Regions from separate parts of the Capra hircus genome. Here region 2 is linked to region 1. The links are chromatin contacts, called in public Hi-C maps. All regions are on one chromosome and are shown on one strand. Each heading gives the region's core, a stretch centred on a gene start, on an enhancer-like site or on the middle of the called end of the contact. The rest is flanking DNA. Distances are from core to core; before and after follow the strand shown.

Region 1 (6,763 bases), core at 3,041-5,540:
TGCCTTACATAAAGTAGGTTATCATACTTCAGAGATGAGCCAGACCAGGACAGGCAAGATCTCTTAATTACTAGTTGAGAACAGGCTTCCCCTAGGAGGGACAGCTGGAAGATATGTCTGTCTGACTGATCAGACACTTTCCAAAATGGAGAGAATTAAAGAAGAGTATAAGGGAAGGCAACTCACGAGGTGTCAGTCTACTCAAGGTGGGCAGGGCAAGTGGCAGAATTAGCCTACAGCAGCCATGAGGCCCCTCAGTGCTGCTGGCCCCTCGTCACACTGCAGCCCAGAGTCTGGTTGGAAGTGAGAGATGGAATGTGAAAAGGGTGTGAGGTCAGTTAGCCATTTAGGCTCAAATAGAAATTGATTTTAAATTGTTATTTCATTAATAGAGGACCTCGTCTCTAATGTTTGATTGAGTGGATCATTTTAGTATTTTTATGACCTCATCTTCTAACATTTCCAACTTTACATAAAAATTTTTAAAAAATAAGTACTGTTTTAAACCATGGAGCTTTTGCATTTTGGTGGGACATGAGCTTATTTTTCTCTGCGAATGTTGGAGTTACAGTGTTCTGAATGGAAGCCAAATTATCATGCTGTTAGTGGATATCAAGTTATAAATTGTAATGCAATCTAATAACTGTGACCTTTTTTGGTTGGCCTAAGAGAAATGCCCTTGTTGCCCTTCTGCTGTGACTTGCCCAGGTTTAAGCTGGTGCAGTTTCTTAGTCTACGCACCCTTGCTCTTCTTCGGCCAGGATTCAGTGAATGCCTTATAAAGGCTGACCCTCTCTGGAGCAGATTATAATGTAGCACCAGAGCTAAATTTAGAGAACAGCCAAGCCTCTGCTCCAAATAGTAACAGCTAAGTGATAGAGACTTTTGGTGAACAGAATATCTTCACTTAGTCATTCAATACCACTAGGTGAATCTCTATTTGTGTGTGTTTGTTTATTTTAATTTTTGATGTTGTATATGTCAAAAATCTTTGCATACTTTTTTTAAACATTTATGTGTTCTTACCTTATTTTCCACATAGAATACGTTCAGGTTGTATAAAACAAGCCCACATAACTGAACTTTGAAGATACAAACTTTCCTGTTTAAAACTAAAGAAGGTATTATAAATGGAGCTAAAGAATTTTTAAAATACAGTAATTCACTCCTAGGTAGGTTTTGTTTGGTGGTAATTCTCCATTAGCAGGAAAACAGAAATAAGATATTAAGGTAATTAGAGAATTCTATGTATTTATACTGTAGACTCTAATAGAAGGGGCACACACTTTAAAAATAATTTTAAATTCTGAAATAAAAACATCTTTGGCAAAGGGTAATGCCTTCCGTACATGTTCAGCTCCTGGAGAAGTTTCAGGCTCTATTTTTGGTTGTGTATCTCAGTACAAGACCCAAACCCTTTAACAGGTATTTTTTTTCTTTGCTAACACAAGAAAATATTTTGTATAATATTTGTTGTGTTTGGGGAGGTATGGAAGCATTAAGGAAACTACATGCACACTTAGCTATATTCATTACTTGTGCCCCAGTGGATCTAGAGTGAATCTGTTGAAAATGCCAACAGGGAAAATCCGGAATGAAAGAACTTTTCTGTAAATATACATAATGCATTAGAAACTCTGTTTCCAGTGCCTCTCAAGTGAAATGAGATTTCACTGATTGAGGTTATTGCATTTGTAACTATTTCATATGCAGCTGCTGCCCCATACACGTACATCTGTCGATCCCTTCGCTACTCTTGACCTAGGGGAGCCCCGCTGTTGTTTCACCTGCCTCATTGTACTGGAAATGTTTGTATTTTATCTCCTGCTGGACTCTGTGCTCCTTGAGGGCTTGGAATCTAGCTTAGTCACCTTTATATCTAAAAGCAGAATGTAGTAAGTTCACTTTATAAGACTGACAAAAATTCTCTCTCTTTAACCATGAAAGAAATTACTTTTGGGCTTTGTTACTTTATTTTTAATGAATTTCACTTGTGAAATGGCGATTCAAGTTTTTCCATGATAAATAGATTGCTTTCTATGTGAAAATAGGTGTTTCTCTTCTTTCAATGGATGGGTGGGAAGAAAGTTTTGGTACATAAATTGAATAATAATTTTTCCACATTCTTGAGAATGTTTTTTAATTACAATTTTAAAAAACTTTGAAAGAGAAATAGTTTGCTTCACATTATCTTGAATTGTTTGGTCTTCATAACTTAGGCAATCTAGATACATTTTCAGATTGTAATATTTATGTCAGCAAGGTTATTCTCAGTTTGTAGAAGCTCTTTTTAGAGCAGGTTTTTCACTTTTTTAAAAGATAATTTATGATACTTTAAATTATTAACTCCAGTAGAAGAATTAAAAAGCCCAAATATGCATCCTCTGAAGTAAACAAACAAATGAAAAACTGTTTCTTGTCTCATTTTTAAATGTTCCTTGCCTAGAAAAGCAAATATTACAAGTACCCCCTTTTAACCAAAAAATTATGCTTTGCACTCTTTTATTCAATTTGCTTTTTTCCCTTCACAATTTACCTTGAACATCTTTCTCAGTATGACAGCTTACTGACAATTATTTATTCAATACTTGATCTCAGTGTTGTTTTAGGTGCTAAAGATACAGTTTTGAGTAAAACTTGTGAAGTCCCTGCCCACAGGGAGGTTACACTGTCTTCAGGGCAATAGACCGTGGCAAACAAATCCTAAAGAATGCCAGGGGCTGCTATAAGCAATGAAGAGAAATAAAGCTAGAGAAAGACACGGAGCCTTGTTAGTCAGGATGGTCTGGGAATTTCTCTGAAAAGGAGGTGTTTGTATGCAGAGAGTAAAGCCACATGAATGCCTTGGGAAAGAGTCTTCCCAGAAGAAAAATGACCTTCCCTGGCCCAGTGGGAAAAGCAGAGGGCTGGGTGACTAGAGGAGTGAGTGATGGGAAAAGATAGGTATAGGAAACTTAATCAGAGAGGTAGCCAGGGCCATATGTAGTACATTTGGATCTAATTTATTTTGTAATGCTTCATAGTTCCATTCAATGGCTTATTATAACTTATTGAACCAGATACTGGTTTATGGGTATTTGACTTTTTCATTTATTTATGCATCCAACAATGTTGCAACTAAATCCTTTTAGATACACATGAGTATATTTACATACCATGAGTATATTTACATACTTGGTGGGTATAACTAGAATAAATTCCTTGTAAAGAAATTGCTGGACCATAGGTTTTGTACATGTAAATATTTATATTCACCAAATGCGTTCCAAACGTATTGCATGGACTTTATCCCTTATGCCAAAGTTTATGTCTATGATTATTTTCCTTGTGTCTTTTGTCAACACTAGAGGCAATGGCACCCCACTCCAGTACTCTTGGCTGGAAAATCCCATGGACGGAGGAGCCTAGTGGGCTGCAGTCCATGGGGTCGCGAAGAGTCGAACACAACTGAGCGACTTCAGTTTCACTTTTCCCTTTCATGCATTGGAAAAGGAAATGGCAACCCACTCCAGTGTTCTTGCCTGGAGAATCCCACGGACGGGGGAGCCTGGTGGGCTGCCGTCTATGGGGTGGCACAGAGTCGGACACGACTGAGGTGACTTAGCAGCAGCAGATATTATAAAACTTTAAATGTTTCGCTATTTCAGTAGTTACAGTTATCTCATTTTGAAAAGTATATTTAGATGAGTAAAGTCAAACATACTTACTGGAAATATATGGACTGTTTATTTGAAGCACATAATCTTTATTTTTTTGTTTTTAGAAATTTTATGAATAAGCATCAGAAGCCAGTGCTAACAGGCCAGCGGTTCAAAACTCGGAAAAGGGGTAAGTTGTGTTGTGTTTGTGTGTTTATGGTGGAGGCAAGGAGGGTGGTTGGGGGGAAATGTTGTTTAAAGTGCTAATCAATATATAAGTTTGGAGAATGTCAAATTTAACAATATAAAACCAGTTATTTTACTAGCAAAAGCCAATTTATTCAAGAATAGTCCAAAGAAATTGCAATTCTGGATATTTGAACTATGGGGCAAATCAGAACAAGGGTGAGGAACTTGCCGTTGTAGAGAAAAGAGAGAAGCTGAGAGGGGCTGTAATAACCCAAGTCACATTAGGAAGCTAGAGGTCCAAAGTATGCAGGCTTCTCATAGGTTGCACTGGTACACTCTCTGATTGGCTGGGCTGTGGTTAGGTGGAGAAAAGTTTTGTTCTTCCTTCTGGATAGTAAAGTAGGCCATAGCTTTCTGTTGGAGACTAGAGGTGAAGGCATTAGTCTCTTCCTGTTTGGAATAATTGATGGTGCATGAGAGAGTGTAAGAGCTCCCCCTACAGGCATGTCTGGGCTCCAGTTGTAGCTGAAGTGAAGGGACGTGAAAGTCACTCCGTCATGTCCGACTCCTTGCAACCCCATGGACTATACAGTCCATGGAATTCTCTAGGCCAGAATACTGGAGTAGTTAGCCGTTCCCTTCTCCAAGGGGATCTTTACCAGCTGAGCTACCAATGAAGCCCACTTTTAGGTGAGGTTTCTTAATTCCACAAAGAAAATTAGTATTATCTTTGTTTCCACCTAACCTCATTAATTCCTGTCTTTTGAGCTCTGACTGTAAAATCTAAAGTTCGGCATTCAAGCTTCAGAACTGCCAGTTATTTAGGTGTTTGATTTTTGAACAAGTCATTTAACTTGTCTGAGCTTTGTGTCTTTAGCTACAAAATGAGGGTAATTATGTCTGTTCAGGTTCCCTTAGTCTCATGTGAGGCTATGAAGGCAATTGATAAATTTTACTATTTTTGACATTTGCACTTGGTTTTTGCTTTCTTTATGTTTTTAAGAAAATGTTCATATGCAAAGATAGTAAAGCTACGAGGAGTAAATGAGGAAAAGAGATATAATAGAGCTGTAACCGTTTCAGAATTTTAGAAAGTCGAATGAATTTACCTAAATATCTTTAAAACTTTAAAATTCATGATATTTTCAAGTGTCTTTTATTGTGGGAAAAGTAGTGATAAAGCCAGTTTGATGGTGGCTGTTAAAACATCTGTATGTGTGACTCCTTTTGTGTTCATCTTACCATTTCTCTGCATAAAGAATTTTTAAGTATTCTAAATATTTAACCAGTTTTGTATAATTATACAGAAATCCTCTTGGATTTAAGAATAGTTGAGCTAAAACTTGGTTGGGAAACTTTTTAAAATATGAAACATGGTATGACTAACACTGAGGAAAGTGACTGAAAAATATTTAAGGAAGTATCATGTGTAAAGATAAAGGATGATTGAATATCTTTGTGAAGGCCTCATTGCTGATTATGAAACAGAAGCTATGTAATGGTCTTCTAGCACTAAACTGTTGAATTGTTAACCTGTGTCAGAGGCCTTTGGCATTCCCCACCAGTGTCTGTAGCTGAGGTTCTCTTGTAGTGGTGTCTATGTAAGAAGCAGCCCAGTGTGGTCATGTAGAAAGAAAAGATTTCTCAATACAATGGGTCAATTGAATAAGAAGACATTATAAGAATATACACTCAGTAGCAGTAAGTCTAAATTTAACTGTAAATGCTGCCTGCAAAAAAACTTCACATTCTCTCTAAAAAATGAAAAAAAAGTTTTAAAAACCAAAAAAGTAGTTATTTTGTACAGTATTTCTGTCTTATATGCTTTTATTTTTATGTTTTTATTTTTTGCATTCTTGACTCATCCCCATAAATGAAGAACAAGTATAGCCTGAACCACCCCCTGTGTTTAGTCCTTTAAAAAACTGTGTCCCCACTTACACAATGAGGATTGAAGTCTGGAAGCAGATAGCCATGCAAGGTGCCGAAACCAGCATGCATTCTTTGTCTCATTGTGTAAAGCAGTCTTGGGAAAAAAATAAATAAATGACGTCGATGATTTCCAAAGGACTTAATCAGAAATCTAGTCACAGTTAAGGTATTCTTGCTCCTGGTAATGTGATAATATTTAACGTATGCCCCACTGTGAGGTGAAGAAAGGTTTGCCACCACCTGCCCGCTGAGGGAACGTGTTAATCTCAGACCTGGATCTTCAGCTCAGGCAGCTTTCTTAACGTGACGCTGATTCACGGTAGCTGAGCTCCAACGCCAGGAGAGGGCCTTAGGATGGATTGCACAAGAGCAAGCATGAGTCAACGAGTAAACTGGCTCTTACAGTCAGTCAGTTCTGAAACAGAAAGGTTGCCTCTCATACTGAACTGGTTTGCCTCTGATTCATTTGACAGGCAAGATTGTGCCTGCGTCTCATTGCTTCAGGAGTACACACAGAGAGCCACCCAGAAATATGTTATCCATAATTTGCCAGTTGATCTAGATTTATATAACTCAGGTCTGTTGAGGATTTAAAGCTGCATTTGAGCCATTTTGTGCAAACTGCTGACTGGGGGCAAAAATGGATCAGCCTCATTTTCTGCTTTTCATAACAGTAAACTGCCTCCTGACAATTCATCGTGTTTTGGCTTTTCTTTTGCTATTATGATGGGGCTGACTTCAGATAAATGGTTGGCAATTTCATAGAGCTGAGAAAAGAAATCTGCAGAGGATATTTCAAGGTCATTTTAATAGGCTGTCTTCTGAAGCTCTGTCTTCAGTTTGTAACTATTCCCTAGCACAGCTAATGCTCTTCCCTGCCAAGTTAGTCTAAAAATGTTTTGTTCTTTTTTTTTTCTTCTTAACATCAAAATGAAATATTATGGTGTGTGCATGCTAAGTTGCTTCAGTCGTGTCTGACTCTTTGTAACCCCATGGGCTGTAGC
Region 2 (7,288 bases), core at 311-2,810, 49 kb before region 1:
ATAGATAAAAATTATCACTGTTATCACTGAAATGCTCTAAACTCTTAAGATTAAAGAGCTATACATGTGGTTGCATTAGGTTATTAAGAAAAACCAAAAATATGAAAATTATACAGTTATTGAAAATCAGAATGGCTTGCTAAAGAGGATTTATGAAATTTCTTAACAGAGGAAATTATAACGGCAAATATTTATCTGCCTGGGGTAATGCTATTAAGACCTATTTAAATATTTATCTGCCTGGGATAATACTATTAAGATCTACTTAGAGCAATTACAGGGTATGGAGCTATCATACCTATTCACAACAGTTCTTATTTCTGAGTTTTTCAAATTTGCTTCTTTATTCTTAACTAAAAATGTGGAAATTTTCATAGTTTACATTTTTATTTTTATTTGCTTTTCCTTTCTAAGAATATTTACTTTACCAGTTATACATAACAAATAACCACCTTGGAACACTGTTTTACACTGCACTCATTTCAAAACCACTTTACTCCTCCTGAAAACAAATAATTACTAAGTTTCTTTTTAGTTCAAGAGTTAAGAATTCTCTTTTGGAATGAAGATAATATAACAGTGAGAAAAAAGAGCTAAAATAAAACCTCAGATACTAGTTATAAGTTAATAATTTCATCAGGAATGAATGTCTATGGCAGTTGTGCTGAAGAGAGGGTGTGCATCAGACAGCTTGTTGAAAATTGCCACAACTACACAGATGCCCTTGCAGCAATGAAAACCCAGTGCAGCCAAAAATTAAAAATAAATAAATAAAAATTCAGGGGGAAAAAAATCATGACTGAGACATGTTCAAAATCTTCCCCAAGATGGGACTTTTGTAGGAGTCACAAAACAATGATATTCTCACAAATATACCAGAAGTAAAACTGAAATATTTTTTGCTAGAAATATGGCTATTAATGTGAACTATTGCCTCAGAAAAAAACTGATGGTACAGCAGAGCAACCATGTGAAATCTTTCTTGTCACAGTTGAGTGATAAGAATTCTTTCTTACTATAAAAAACCTTGTCATCTACTTTGTTAAATATGTATCCTATAAAATCAGAGACCTTAGCTAGCCTTCCAGAAGTTAAAATATACACCTTCAAATGATAAAGCAAAATATCTTTAACAGTGTCATGTTACAATGCTTGAGCAGCATCTCTTCAACACAGCTATGCTTCACACCTCCTGCTGAACTCTGTGACAGGCAGACGCCAGAGTTCACGACAGGCAGAGGTTTGGGCTCAGGCACTAACACTGTCAGGAAATACCACAGGTGATCTTCATGGCAGCCGGCCGTGAGAACCACCATGTCATGGGACAAGGTTAATACTGCTTCAGAGGCTTCTGAACTTACAGAATACTGGAATCTGTCAGGCAGCCAACAGTGGCTATCTGGGACAACGCACAACCACAAGCACTGCAGATCAAGTCTTCAAGACAGCAGAAGTTTTTAAAGAGAGAAATGTTTCTAAAATGCATTAAATAAATATTATCTTGATTACTGATGACTCAGATCACTAGGATAAACATCAGTCAAACACCATACTAACTACACTGTTCTATGATATAGGGCTAAGATGGATTGTTGAGTCCTACACTGACCTGCTTTGACTTTTTAAAAAGTACTCCGACCTGCTATTTTTAGTTTTTCTGTTTTCTCCCTTAAAGGTACAATGTCAGCTACACTTATTAGTGCTGGATATCGCTCAGCAGCCACTGTTAATTGCTTCTCTGATAAGCTTATGCTTTCCAGCTCTAGACCAATTTTATTTTCTTGCCTGCCTAGGACGGGAATATGAGTTTGGAGGAAGAGCATTAGATGCCTTGCAACGGTGAGGTTATTAGCATATGCATGATAATCCACGGCTAAAGAATTCTGGGTGAGAAAATGGGAAAGGATTTGGGTCCCTAGTTCACTGTACCAGACTGGGTCTGCCTACCCCTGGGCACATATTTAATATGTGAATTAAGTAAGCTCTGATCTATTTAATTCATAGTTGGCTGGAGTATGATATGCACAGCCAAAACACATTCATAATTGATAAGCTACCCTCATAATACGCTAACTTTAAACTTCCAAAAACTTAAACACCAAATAGCCAAGTGTATTAAAGAGCAAGCGGAAAGAATCTCTATGTGAAATCATGGCGAACTCTCAGGAATAAATCAATGCATGAACATCATGAAATCATCTTGTCTTCTTAGGCCTTTCTTCTTTAATGGTTCTGATTGGATGAAATTTTAATATATAAAAGGAGCACCTGGAACTCATTTTTAGTCCTGATTTTTTCAGGCTGAGAATGATACAACAGCCTAGCGAAGGCAGAGAAGAACCGACATTGCCAGAGGGAGGGAGGAAGGCATGGATGGTAACAGTGTCAGGACCAGTTTCTTGCCTAATACACAAAGGCTGATAAGGGATTTCACTGAAATGTGTAAAAGCATAACTGGTATAGATAAGGTGATCTGAAAGCTATCCAAAATAGGGAAGGCAGGGAGTGTCTTTAATACCACTTAAATAAATACATGACGAAAGTTAAGTAAAGAACAGATAATAAAGTTCAAATTTACTTCCCATAACTGTTAAGTATAAATAGACTTTTTTTAATGTGTGGAAAATTTATAAAATCAGAGGCATTAAGGGAGGATCTAGGAAGCGGGACATACTTTAAGACTGTTTAGCAGGATACACAATGCGCTTTCCCATAACTCATCCCCTCCCATCCCCCCAACAGGAAACCATCAAAGTAGACATTCAATTCCTACTTCCATCTAGTACGGGATTTTACGCTAGTTTTTCACAAGCTACATTTGAGAACAAACGTGGGTCTGTATTACGTACTGAGGTTTCACCGAGTCATTAAAAACGTAAATATCCACTGTAACTATAATATCTATATTCTGATCTAAGGAAATACTGTGCATTAAACCATGAGCTATATAAATGAAAGAAGAGGTCTGACGGGGAAAATGCATAAACAGAAACAATGTTAGCAGGCAAATCTGTCTCCATGTTTGTTTCTGAAATTTTCCTTAAGATAATTATGCCTTCATTAGGTAACTAAATAATGCTGAGGAGAACATGCCTCTAATTGTATAAAACATGGCAATTAGGTTTTATTGACGGAGTCAACCTAGTTAGGAAGAGCCTTACGACTTCGACAGGAGCAATGCTTCGCACCAGCTGCTGGAGGAGAGTAGCTTCACAATAAGGGAATTTTCTGATGCTTTCTCGAATGATCTTTTCTTGATATACTGGAAAGCCATCAGACGCTCGGCCTTTTAACAAGCTGAAAGACAGTTTGAAAAGAGTAACTGGAATTGAATTGCCAAGCATTTCCTCCCAGCTGAACACATGAACTTCGAGTAGTTCCTTCCTCGCTCCGTGGGCCTCCCTGGTAGCTCCAAGGGAAACAAATCTGCCTGCAGTACAGGAGACCGGGGTTTGATCCCTGGGTTGGGAAGATGCCCTGGAGGAGGGCAAGGCAGTATTCTTGTCTGGAGAATTCCATGGACAGAGGAGCCTGGCGGGCTACAGCCCATGGGGCTGCAGAGTCAGACATGACTGAGTGATCAACACTTTCACTTTTCTTTGCTGCTTACGATTTTCACTGTGTAGTCACCTCATGAGGATTGATTCAATTCAAATTGCTATTCCACCTGCCCATTAGGCCAGGTCTTATCAGGTTTAGGAGCCCAGGGATGTATTTTAAAAGGTGACCCCTGACGTAAAACACACTAGACATTTATCAGATTAGCTGGTTACTTATTACCATGGCAGTTATTTGAACAAAGAATGTAAACTCTGATTAAGTCACACCCTTCCAACTTAGTTCTCTTTTCTTAGTAAAATCATGAGAATCTGACCCCTGGACTTGGGCTACCTTCTAGCAGTAAGTATGATTTTACAAATGCTTTTTAACCTCTCCAAACTTCAGATTTCTCACCCATAATTTAGGATAGCAAAAATGCTGTAAATACTACAGAATGGAATAGTCAATCCAGGGCCCCTGGTTTCTGGCAGATTGAATGTGATCTCAACAATAACAGCTGTTGCTAAAATGTTTAATTTTTAAAGCCATAATGAGATTTCATATAATAAAACATTATCCATTTGAGTATATTTTATACATGACATGGTAAAAACTGTACCTTTTGATCAGAGTGTCCAATTTATTTTCTCTGTCCTTTAAGAAGTTAATACATTTCTGAAAGATACAGCTGATGTAATGCATTTTCATAGCCAGTACTTCATTCATGTCTCTTTGCTTCATACATTTCTCACAAATCAAATCCATCACCTTGTAGCATTTATTCAGAGCTGCTTCTTCTGCCAGCAGAGGATTCTCGTTTATAAGCATCACAATCTAGAAGAAACCCCAGTGAGCTTAGAAATTCCATAAGAGATTTTTCCATGCTCAATTTAGGCAGTCAGTTTTGATTACCAAATGAAGTCTTTCTCATGGTCACATATTTGCTATGTTAATTCAAATAAAAATACAACTTGCCACTGATCAAGTTGTGAAACTAACAACAGAAGGACACCATGAAATCTCTCGAACTCTGTATTTCAAAGTTATTGTGTTGTTTGCCATCCAGTTAAACTAAGTATTAGTTGGCCACTTGGAATCATGGTTTCTATATCTGTTAAAAGCTCTTTTACTCAAGATAAAAGTGTTAGTCATTCAGTTGTGTCCGACTCTTTGCAATCCCATGAACTGTAGCCCATCAGGCTCCTCTGCCCATGGGACTGTCTAGGCAAGTATTAGAGTGGGTAGCCATTCCCTTCTCCAGGGGATCTTCCTGACCAAGGGATTGAACCTGGATCTCCCATACTGCAGGCAGATTCTTTATCGCCTGAGCTAGGGAAGTTCTCTTACTAAAGATAAGCATGGCATATTTGCACACCCTTTATATACAGAAACGAATCACAGAGCAATCACTACTTTTAGCTAATAATACTGAGCATTAGGATTTCATGGCTAGGAAAACCACAATTCTCATTCATTCTTGTCAATTATAAGGAAATGAGGTTTTTATAGGCAGAAGTCTAAAAATAAAAGGTATATTGCTTGCTAACTACATTTCTCTGTGGAAATTTTCCTAATATGCTTCTAATCATTAATATGAATAGATGAAAGAGGAAAGCAAAACTAGATTTTTAAAAGGGGGTAAAGGAGAGTTATCCAGTATGATGTATTATGGGTCCTACACTTCCCAAATACACACAGATTAAGCCCAAATTCAGTGTAAGAAGGAGTATTTTCTTCTTTATTGATTGCATAGGACACCTGTACAAATCCGTATAACATAACAGTAATGTAAATATATGGGAAACAGAGGCACAACTGTGTTCTCAGAGCAGAAAGTCATTCGGTATTCGTTAACCTATGTGTCACAGTAAAATACCTATCCCAGGTAACTGAAACGTTAGGAAACAACAGATGGTGGATTTCATGAATCAGATCCTTTTCTTTAGACAAGGAGTAAGGTAACTGTTAACTCAAGGAAAACCCATGCCCAAGCCTCCTACGTGAAAATTTAACATAAACTAAATGTTCTTGTTAAATTAAAATAAGACTTTTACTTATTTCTGACCCTAGTGATAACACAGCCCAGTCTTTCACTTCAAATATAGCACTCAATAATAAACTAGACTGCATGAAATAAGTATAATCAGAATCCTTATTGATAAATTTGCTGACAACTTCCTCTACCATTATATAATTCAAAAGTTAATTTGTGGCAGAGAAGAAAAGAATCATTAATTATTTATATTTTTCCTATCAACTACCATCACTTGATGCCATTTGCTCAATATTTTGTATACATTATGAATCAAAACATAGGATCTAAACTTGGATGTGAGAATTCCTTAAAAAAAAAGCAAACACCCCAAATAGAACCCAGATTAATGATTTTTTTGTTTAAGACTTAGACTTTATTTACTTTATAATATATGTCAGTAAACCTCATGGACTGTAGCCTGCCAGGCTCCTCTGTCCATGGAATTCTCCAGGCAAAAATACTGCAGTGGGTTGCAATTCCCTTCTCCAGAGGATCTCTTGGACCCAGGGATTGAACCCAGTATATTCTTTACCAGCTGAGCCACCAGGGAAGTCCAAACACAATGAAAAATGATATATATCCACAGCTCAATGGTGAGCTCATGGAAGCATTTATCATAGCTGCACACAAAAGAAAGAATACTTGAATTAGTTTCCTTCCTTCAGTCTCTGAAGCATTATAAAAGGATACTTATTATAAATGGAAACATTATTATTAATAATTACTGAGGATGAATAAATAAATTCTGGGCTTAAAAATCATCAAAAAACAGGATCACTTGCACACATCTATCTTCTGATCACTTACAGACCCTGCTAAACTCTACTGTCATTCTTCCTTTTGCCTCTGTTTTTCTCCATTATAAACGTCTATATCTTGGCCATCAGCACAACTCCCTAAGTCCCTGTTGAAAACCCACATCCTTATTGCTATAGCAGCCACTTAACCTCCTCACAAATGTATCTGTGTTAGGTACACTGTGGCAAAAGCTGCACTGTTGGATCAAGTGTTGGATTGTGCTTATTTTTAAAGGTCTTTGATTTGACTGGTGGCTATTAGTCACTTTTTTTTATAATATGCCCTCTGAAGACCCATGTCAGCTTGAAAAGGGGTAAAGCAATGAAAATGGCCCATAACCAAAGCAACTGGGCAGCTTTTAACTAAAGTGTGGATAAAGAAAGGTTTTCAAGCAAATAGACTATATCTACCAAAGGCAAGGTCTGGTCTGAAAGAAGGTACTATAATCATAGTGTAGTCTCTCATAAAACCAAATGCTCTAAAAAATAAAATGTAGGCTATTTTAGTTTATAATTTGTCTGTATAAATATACCCTTAATCTAACTTATGCAAAATATGTGCCTTTAAAGATAATTGCAGGTACAGTAATTCTTGGGATATTTAACCCTGAGAGACTAGGTTCTGTGTAAACAACAGAAATTACTCTACAGACCCAATTGTCACAATAACTGAAATTACTGTAATCTCAAAGGGTGAAAACAGACATAAGACACAGTGAATCAGAAACATACAGAAAACATCTTTAAATCAATCAAACCCAAAATATCCTGTATTGTGGTGGTCCCCAACCGTTTTTGGCACCAGGGACTGGTTTTGTGCGACAATTTTTCCATGGAGGAGAAGGGGATTGGGGAGGAGATAGTTTCAGGGTGATTCAAGTGCATTACCCTTATTGTGTACTTTATTTCCATTATT

Evidence for each region. A called contact is a pair of places that touch in the nucleus more often than the background predicts.
Region 2: a contact with region 1 is called in a Hi-C map of blood, with 2.1 times the contacts expected there. The contact joins two enhancer-like sites. A contact is called at or near these places in 3 of 5 Hi-C or Micro-C datasets (blood and liver).

Annotation. Positions count from the first base shown.
Region 1 is chr4:95,372,753-95,379,515 of ARS1.2, reverse strand. BZW2 (basic leucine zipper and W2 domain-containing protein 2) reads left to right here. Exons shown (of 12, transcript XM_005678994.3): 2 at 3,764-3,828. The coding sequence starts at 3,771. Among named protein-coding and RNA genes, the nearest start is that of TRNAC-GCA, 16 kb to the right of the region's middle. Within about 2 kb of position 4,290, at least 2 of the 5 cell types and tissues checked have an H3K27ac peak or open chromatin away from gene starts, as enhancers often do.
Region 2 is chr4:95,418,678-95,425,965 of ARS1.2, reverse strand. ANKMY2 (ankyrin repeat and MYND domain-containing protein 2) reads right to left here. Exons shown (of 10, transcript XM_018047354.1): 6 at 4,160-4,374; 7 at 3,189-3,297. Among named protein-coding and RNA genes, the nearest start is that of ANKMY2, 30 kb to the right of the region's middle. Within about 2 kb of position 1,560, at least 1 of the 5 cell types and tissues checked has an H3K27ac peak or open chromatin away from gene starts, as enhancers often do.